Regions from separate parts of the Mus musculus genome. Here region 2 is linked to region 1. Evidence: chromatin contacts called from public Hi-C data. All regions are on one chromosome and are shown on one strand. Each heading gives the region's core, a stretch centred on a gene start, on an enhancer-like site or on the middle of the called end of the contact. The rest is flanking DNA. Distances are from core to core; before and after follow the strand shown.

Evidence for each region. Hi-C and Micro-C count contacts between places; a contact is called where the count stands out from the background.
Region 2: a Hi-C map of forebrain shows a contact between it and region 1, with 3 times the contacts expected there. The contact joins the promoter of Fam184b here to the enhancer-like site in region 1. A contact is called at or near these places in 7 of 39 promoter capture datasets (the C10 cell line, embryonic stem cells, hippocampal neurons and 2 more), 4 of 484 Hi-C or Micro-C datasets (the N1E-115 cell line, cerebral cortex, forebrain and 1 more), 3 of 115 datasets of contacts at active chromatin or transcription factors (a beta-TC-6 cell line, embryonic stem cells and stem cell-derived neural progenitor cells) and 2 of 9 other capture datasets (adipose tissue and liver).

What each region holds. Positions count from the first base shown.
Region 1 is chr5:45,474,784-45,478,244 of GRCm38.p6, reverse strand. No RefSeq gene overlaps it. Among named protein-coding and RNA genes, the nearest start is that of Lap3, 17 kb to the left of the region's middle. Within about 2 kb of position 1,619, at least 28 of the 459 cell types and tissues checked have an H3K27ac peak or open chromatin away from gene starts, as enhancers often do. A contact at or near this core is called in forebrain, where this site is marked.
Region 2 is chr5:45,637,710-45,640,982 of GRCm38.p6, reverse strand. Fam184b (family with sequence similarity 184, member B) reads left to right here and starts at 1,482. Exons shown (of 16, transcript NM_021416.3): 1 at 1,482-1,890. The coding sequence starts at 1,744. 9630001P10Rik (RIKEN cDNA 9630001P10 gene) reads right to left here and starts at 1,708. Exons shown (of 4, transcript NR_102378.1): 1 at 1,447-1,708; 2 at 637-694.

The sequences.
Region 1 (3,461 bases), core at 370-2,869:
TAGTCTGGCATTAAACTTGATATGTATGTAAAGGTGACACTGGATTGCTCATTCTCCTGCCTGCACCTTCTGAATGCTAGGATTGCAGGCATCTGCCACCAGGCCTATCTTTGTGTGGTGCTGAAGACTGAACTCAAGGCTTTGTGTATTGTAGGCAAGCAGTCTCCCAACTGGGCTGTATTCCCAGCCCTCTGTGTCCTGCCTTTAGCTAGACAAGGATTTTCTCAGGAAAGCTGGGGAAACAGCCCTCGTATTTCCCAAGCTGATTTAAAGAACCCTGGGCCACCCAGGACATGAGGGGGCATGCAACAGGCACCTAGATGAGTTGGCAGCAGCTCGGGTGAGCTATCCTGGAGTGCCGCCAGTGAGGGAAGCCTGAGTGCACTGCTGCAGATGAGACAGGGAGACATGAGATTAGGCAGGAAGAGCACCCATGCTCATAGGCTTTGAGCACCACCCACATAACCATAAGCACAGGATAGGAAAAGAGCCCGGGAAGTCGTCCAGACAGGTAGGTGGTAGACGCCTGGCAAAAGGACAGGTGGGTGAGGAGAAGCCACTCAACAAGAATAACGACCTAAGAATCCTACAGGTTTACAATGTGGAGGTCATTCTTCATCTTGGCAAGAGAGAGTGCACTGGTTGTTGCCATCTCCAACAGGCCATGTAGAAATATAAAGCCGACTCACACCACTTCTCTGTTCAAAGCAACAGGCCTTACCCACTCCTTGCTTAGCAGATTCACGGGGACCTTGCACAACCCTGGAGTTGTGTGAAGCTCGCCACTTCCAAACAACCACCCATGGGCCTCATCTTGGAATCTCTGCTTTGTTGGTCACACAGACTCTTTACTGTTCCTGGGCAAGCCAGAGTTTCCTGCCACAGGGTCCTGACGCCTGTTTGCTTAGTCAGGAATGATGCTCTTAGATTCTGCTAAACTCACGTCTCTGCTTTCCATAGGTTTGTTTCAGTGCTACTTGTAAGGGACCTCAGCTGACACTTTAGATCATAGACATTTAGATCATAGAGTCCCTGAGAGCTCTGCCCTTATTTCCTACTTTATTATTTTTTCATAGCATCATTTACTATTATTTAAAAAAATTATCTCAGCATCTTCACAGTACAACAAAAGCAGTATACCTACTTTATAAAGGCTGTGAGAAGTAGTCAGCACATCAAAAGCCCTTTGTATAGAGATTTGCCCACCAAAGGGGCTCAGTCACACTGGCAATAACTGTTTCCTCTTAACCGTCAAAGACAGGTTAAAGGTTGATAGAGCTTAGTGTTTGGCGTACTTTTAGTATCTGAGAGAACTTGGTGGATGCAGCTGACAGTGGCTGTGTCTGTGAAGGTGTGAATATAGCACCGTTGACTCTGGTTCATCCTTTCCACAGTGACTGAGAATTATTTCTTCCCCACCCAATAATGCTGACACCTTCACAGTATTTTCAACAGCAACTACAGCACCCGTGGCAAACTTGTACAATCGTAACTTCTACGAGTATTACAGTTGGACAGCTGTCTTATAGACACATATAGAGTCTCAAGGGAGGAACGTTTGCTGGCATTTTGTTAACATGGGGGGGAGGGTTGCATCAGCTTAGATGTATCTCTGTCTGGAGAGCATGCTCTCTTGTCAACGTGAGTCGCTGTTCTCCGCCGTGGGTGGCAGACACTGGCGATCATCCCTCCACACTTGGGAGGCATTTTCTTTGGCTGCAGTTCAATAGGCAGTTTGCACTGCATTATTGTCTAGCCTGACGTGTTGCTTGTGCAATGGGAATGCTTACAAAGCCAGCCTGTCTTGGGGGCTGCTAATTAATCCTTCTTCACTCCTTGGGAGGTGACCCAGGAATGTGTATGGAGTGACTGTTCATAGGCAGAACCATATTTCTCAGAGGAAGCCATGTTCAAAAGCATAATTTCACTCCAGTGTTTACTGAAGAGCCTGACCTCCCAGTTTCACCCTAGCTCCACTCCTCAGAACCTCTAAAGTAGCCTGAAAGTCTGCTACTTTAAAATATTTTGCGAGGCCAGTTTAATACTTGTTAACTCTGTCCGTACTTCTGTAATCTATGGTTCTAGTTAGAAAAATCAGTGTTGGACAATATGAGTGGAATACAGCCATAGACAGAAGCAACCACTTCCAGCTAGGCATGGATTCAACCCAAGGAAAAGGGTGTGTGCGCGCATGCATGTGCGAATGGTGTGTATCCGGTAGTGCACACTTGGCACGGGGCAAGCCTGACTATGCTAGAGCACAGGAACATGTCATCTGGCCTCTGAAAAGAGACAGGCTCAGAAAAATAAATAAATTCCACTTTTACTAGTTCCCAAGAAGAATGTAACCTCACACTTCCCTCCTGGGCCCTTGAGATCTGTGGGTTTGGCTGATGTTCTTACTAGAGGAGGCTACTGATCACTTACAGATTTGGGTAATTCTGCACTTATATTGGAACATGCAGGATGAGGGTCGGTCCACCTGAGTTTAGGAATGCGTTCATCACAGGCATCCTTGGTATGGCTCACACAGCACTATCCTCTATACTAGGGCAGTACCTCACAGGTGTGGGGAGACTTAGAATGCCTAACTGCAAGGAGGTACAGTTGTCTATTGGTCCTGTGAAGATACACTTTCTGAGTCTGTAGGACTGGGGTGGCCCTGAGATGCCTTTACATCAAGTTCTCTGCCACCACCACCACAGCCCATCTGCCGCTGCCGCCACTGCTTGCTGCTGCCACTGCTACTGGCTCAAAACCTCACTGAGTAGTGGCCTTGCTTCTTCTTTCACCTTCCCTTTTGCATTTCTTTGCTGTTTTCCTCCTTTGCCCATTTCTTCCCCCCCTCCCACCGTGTGCATGTCTGTCTGTCTGTCTGCCTCTGTCTCTCTCCGTGTGTGTGTGTGTGTGTGTGTGTGTGTGTGTGTGCATGCAGTATTTTGAATACAGTCAAATGTTCAGAGACCAGTGCCTTCCTCTTTCAACCCCTTCCCTTCCCTTCCCTTCCCTTCCCTCCCCTCCCCTCCCCTCCCCTCCCCTCCCCTCCCCTCCCTCTCCCCTCCCCTCTCCCTCCCCTCCCCTCCCCTCCCCTCCCCTTCCCTTCCCTTCCCGAGACAGGATCTCTCAATGAACTATAGTTAATTTTCAAAAGCATTTTTCTGGGACTGGATGTAGCTTAGTGGTGGTTCAGAATTTGGCCAACATGAACAGGGCCTAGTGTTTGGGTCTTATAAACAAAATACTCCTGATAGATAATTCTGAACTTTAACCAGGGCACTTTGAACTTTGCTACTGGAATAAGTTCTTGTGCTTCCGTATTGATTTCCTTACTCTCCCCAAATGATGAAACATATTGACGCATCATAGTAGTTTAGGAAACCGAGAATTTAAGAAAATAAATAAAAATGCAAGCAGTGCTTTAATCTATATTTTTTTCTTTTAATTTTGCATTTTATCAGTTT
Region 2 (3,273 bases), core at 233-2,732, 160 kb before region 1:
TTGCACGTTAGGAGACTTGCCACCAATGTGGCAAGTGTGTGTTCACTCTCAAATACCAAGAGTCACAGGGCCACTGATGTGATAATCCAAATTAGTGAATATTTTTTTGGTTCAGTATTCTCATTCCATGAAGGCTAATTTTCTTCTCATTTGCACAGTGGTTGAATTTCTGTAAAAATGATATTATTTATATACTAAAAATAGCATTCTATAAAATTTGGAAATAAATAGGAAGCCTGTATTTAATACATGGACTCCTGTGACCCTGATCACCAAAGATTTTTGTCCCACGGAGTTGTGGGATAAGCCTAAGGTTCTCTTGGTTGCTCCTCTGGGTGCTCTGTAATGCCTGGGAGGTAGACAGGGGTTCACAGTTGTGGTATCACTGTCCCCATTTCACACCCAACTGCCGTTTGTAATCACCTGATCAAATAGTTAATTTTTCCCACCTATAAAATGAGTATTGTTATTGGAGGGCGAGAAGTTTATAAAATAAAATATATTAGCCAGGCAAAATCATAATAATGACACTATTGCCACTTCAGAAAAATCTGACCAGGATTCTGTCTTGTTTCTCAAAGTCCATTGTTCAAAACCAAAAAAAAAAGCCAGAAACGATTTTGGTTCTCTACCTACCTGCTTTCCCAGTCTAAGGGGCAACAACTTCAAAACGCAACAAGGTTCAGCCTCGGGTCTGTCTGAGGTAATGGCACAGGTTAGATGAGCTCCTTTGCTTTAACTGGGTAGGCTTGACTTTCCAGACCCATCTGGTGCCCCTTGTAACTTCCTTTCCCACTACCACCCTTTCTAGCTCTTGCAGGACTTTTTTTCCTTGTCGCTACCTCTTTCCCTACTCTGAGACCGAAATCTGGCGATGCCCCGCCCCCAACCCACCCCCAAGTTTCGGTCACTAGTGACCTTTGAGTGGACGATGTGGGGAGATCTCTAGCATCACTGAGCAGGTCCTATCCAAGGTCAGGAAGGGGGGCTTCCAATTCAGTCCCACCGTGTAGTTCTGAGGTTCCAGCTCTATTCCCACTTTGAGCTCCAGATCTCAACCTCCTAGAATCGGAGTGGTTAGCTCCCTCATCCCCACTTCTGCCCTTCAGCATCCCGCCTCCTCTCTTCACCCTCGCTCTAAGCATCAGGGCTGCAGGAATAAGACCCGCTCTCTCATCTGTCCCATCTACTACTACAGGATTTTCTAATATTTTCATTCTGATTTGCCGATCTGCTAGGGACTAAAGCCAGCATTTCTTCCTCTTGGCCTGAGCTATCCACCTCGGGCTGGATCGCTCACAGTGGAGTTGGAAGCTCCAAGCCACCCAGTTGGCCAAGGAGAGGGAAGGGAAAAAAAAAAAAAAAAAACCCTGCCCAGGGCACCGCCCCCACCTCCTGTCCCCCAACACCCCTCAGAAGCTGTCCTCTTGCAGGTATAGCCCGCACCCTCTCGGAAGCATCCGCAGATGGTAAACCTCACGTGCAAGGCGCCAGCGCTACGCTGCATGGTGCGGGTGCCCGTGAGCCAGCTAGCTCGCGAACGAGCACGAGCAGAGGAAGGTGGTGCGCGAGTGGGCCCGGGAAGGAGACACCTCCGGAAAGAGAGCCACGCGGCTGTGCTGGCAGGACTGCAGTGCCACCTCTCTGGAGAAAGCTCTCACGCCCGTGCTCGAACGCACGTGCACACGGCCAGCGGTGAGAGCGCGCGAGTCAGAGCATTTCAGTGCAGGGCTCCTTAAAGCGATGGCATCTGCCCTCAACAGCAAAATTCACCCGCCAGGAACCTGCGCGAGCTCCAAAGCCGACGCCCGCGGTGGCTCGGGCTGGAGAATGGACTGTGATCCGGAGATGCACGTGAAAATGTGCAAGAAGATCGCTCAGCTCACTAAGGTAAGGCGGGGTGCTGCGGGCAGACCAGCTGTGTGCCACAGGCACCCAGAGTAGGGGTGGGAGTGTAGAAGCACCCCAGGGGAGGACCGCACTGAATCCCCACAAACTTTGTCACAGAGACCAAAGGAAGCTGTTCTGTATCTGAGTGAAGTGACCTTCTGGAGACTGCATTTGGAAGCAGCAGACAGGATTCTTTGCCAAGGAAACTCCCGCAGCCTGCTTGCTTAGCAGGTGGGCTGTGCTTTCCCAAGGCTAGAGGGTGTGTGTGTGTGTGTGTGTGTGTGTGTGTGTGTGAGAGAGAGAGAGAGAGAGAGAGAGAGAGAGAGAGAGAGAGAGAGAGAGAGAGAGAGAGAGATCATGTTCCCTTGCCAGCCCTGTTCAAACCTTCAAACCATCATGCCTGGAATGTTGTGATTTTATTCTCTATATCTGGGGAGATCATGTGAGACCTATTTAAACACGATTCATTAATTCCTTCATTCAACAAATATTTGAATCATTTGTTGAGTGCTAGCAGTCTTTCGTGGCATCGTACTAAACCTGGAAGGAAGCCCAGGGGACTTACTGTCAAACTGACTACAGGCATGTGTTGGATCATAAATGGGAAAGGGTAGGATGCTGTGTATGCTTGTGGTAATGGAAAAGACCTTGGGAGGTCAGCCAGCCCATATCCCTACTTCATCTCAGGATCTTGGTTGAATATATCCAGTATGTATACTTGAGATGTTGCCAATGCAGGTTGTTAATCCCTGGCAATTTCCCGGTTAGGAACAACTCCGCACAGATTCCCTCCACATATCTGTAGAGATGTCTTTCCTGCAGGGTTTGAGTAGTTTAAATTGTTTACTTGGTATTTTCCATTTGGTCTCAAACTCCTAGCACAATGCCTACTAGTAAAGACTAGCTCCAGCGTTTGTCCCAGAGTATAATGAATGACATATTCTGATTTCTTTCCTAAACATCTTCCTCTTACTTTCCATACCTGCTTTTCTGAAGGATGGATGAGCATCCTTACCACACTGGAATCCAACATAGGGTGAAACAGAACAGCACTCGCTTTCTTCTCCTGACCTCCCATTGGCCTCTTCATATTCTTTGCACAAGAGCCTGTCTCCAGACAGTCGTGCCACGATATCTAACCCAAAGGTGTCTAATAGCGCCGATCAAAAACTTACTTAAGTTTCTTATATAAAAATGATTTTCGTATCTGAAAAAGCAATTATAGGATCCGACACCTTCCTTGTCTTCAAAAAGCTAAAGTTTTTGTTGTTTGTTGGTTTGTTTGTTGGAAGAGAAGCAAGATTTGAAATAGCAAGAGCAATTAAAAGCACACAACAAGAGCTATGTGTGATACTTCAAGTTATGAGTCCTATGAAAGTGGAA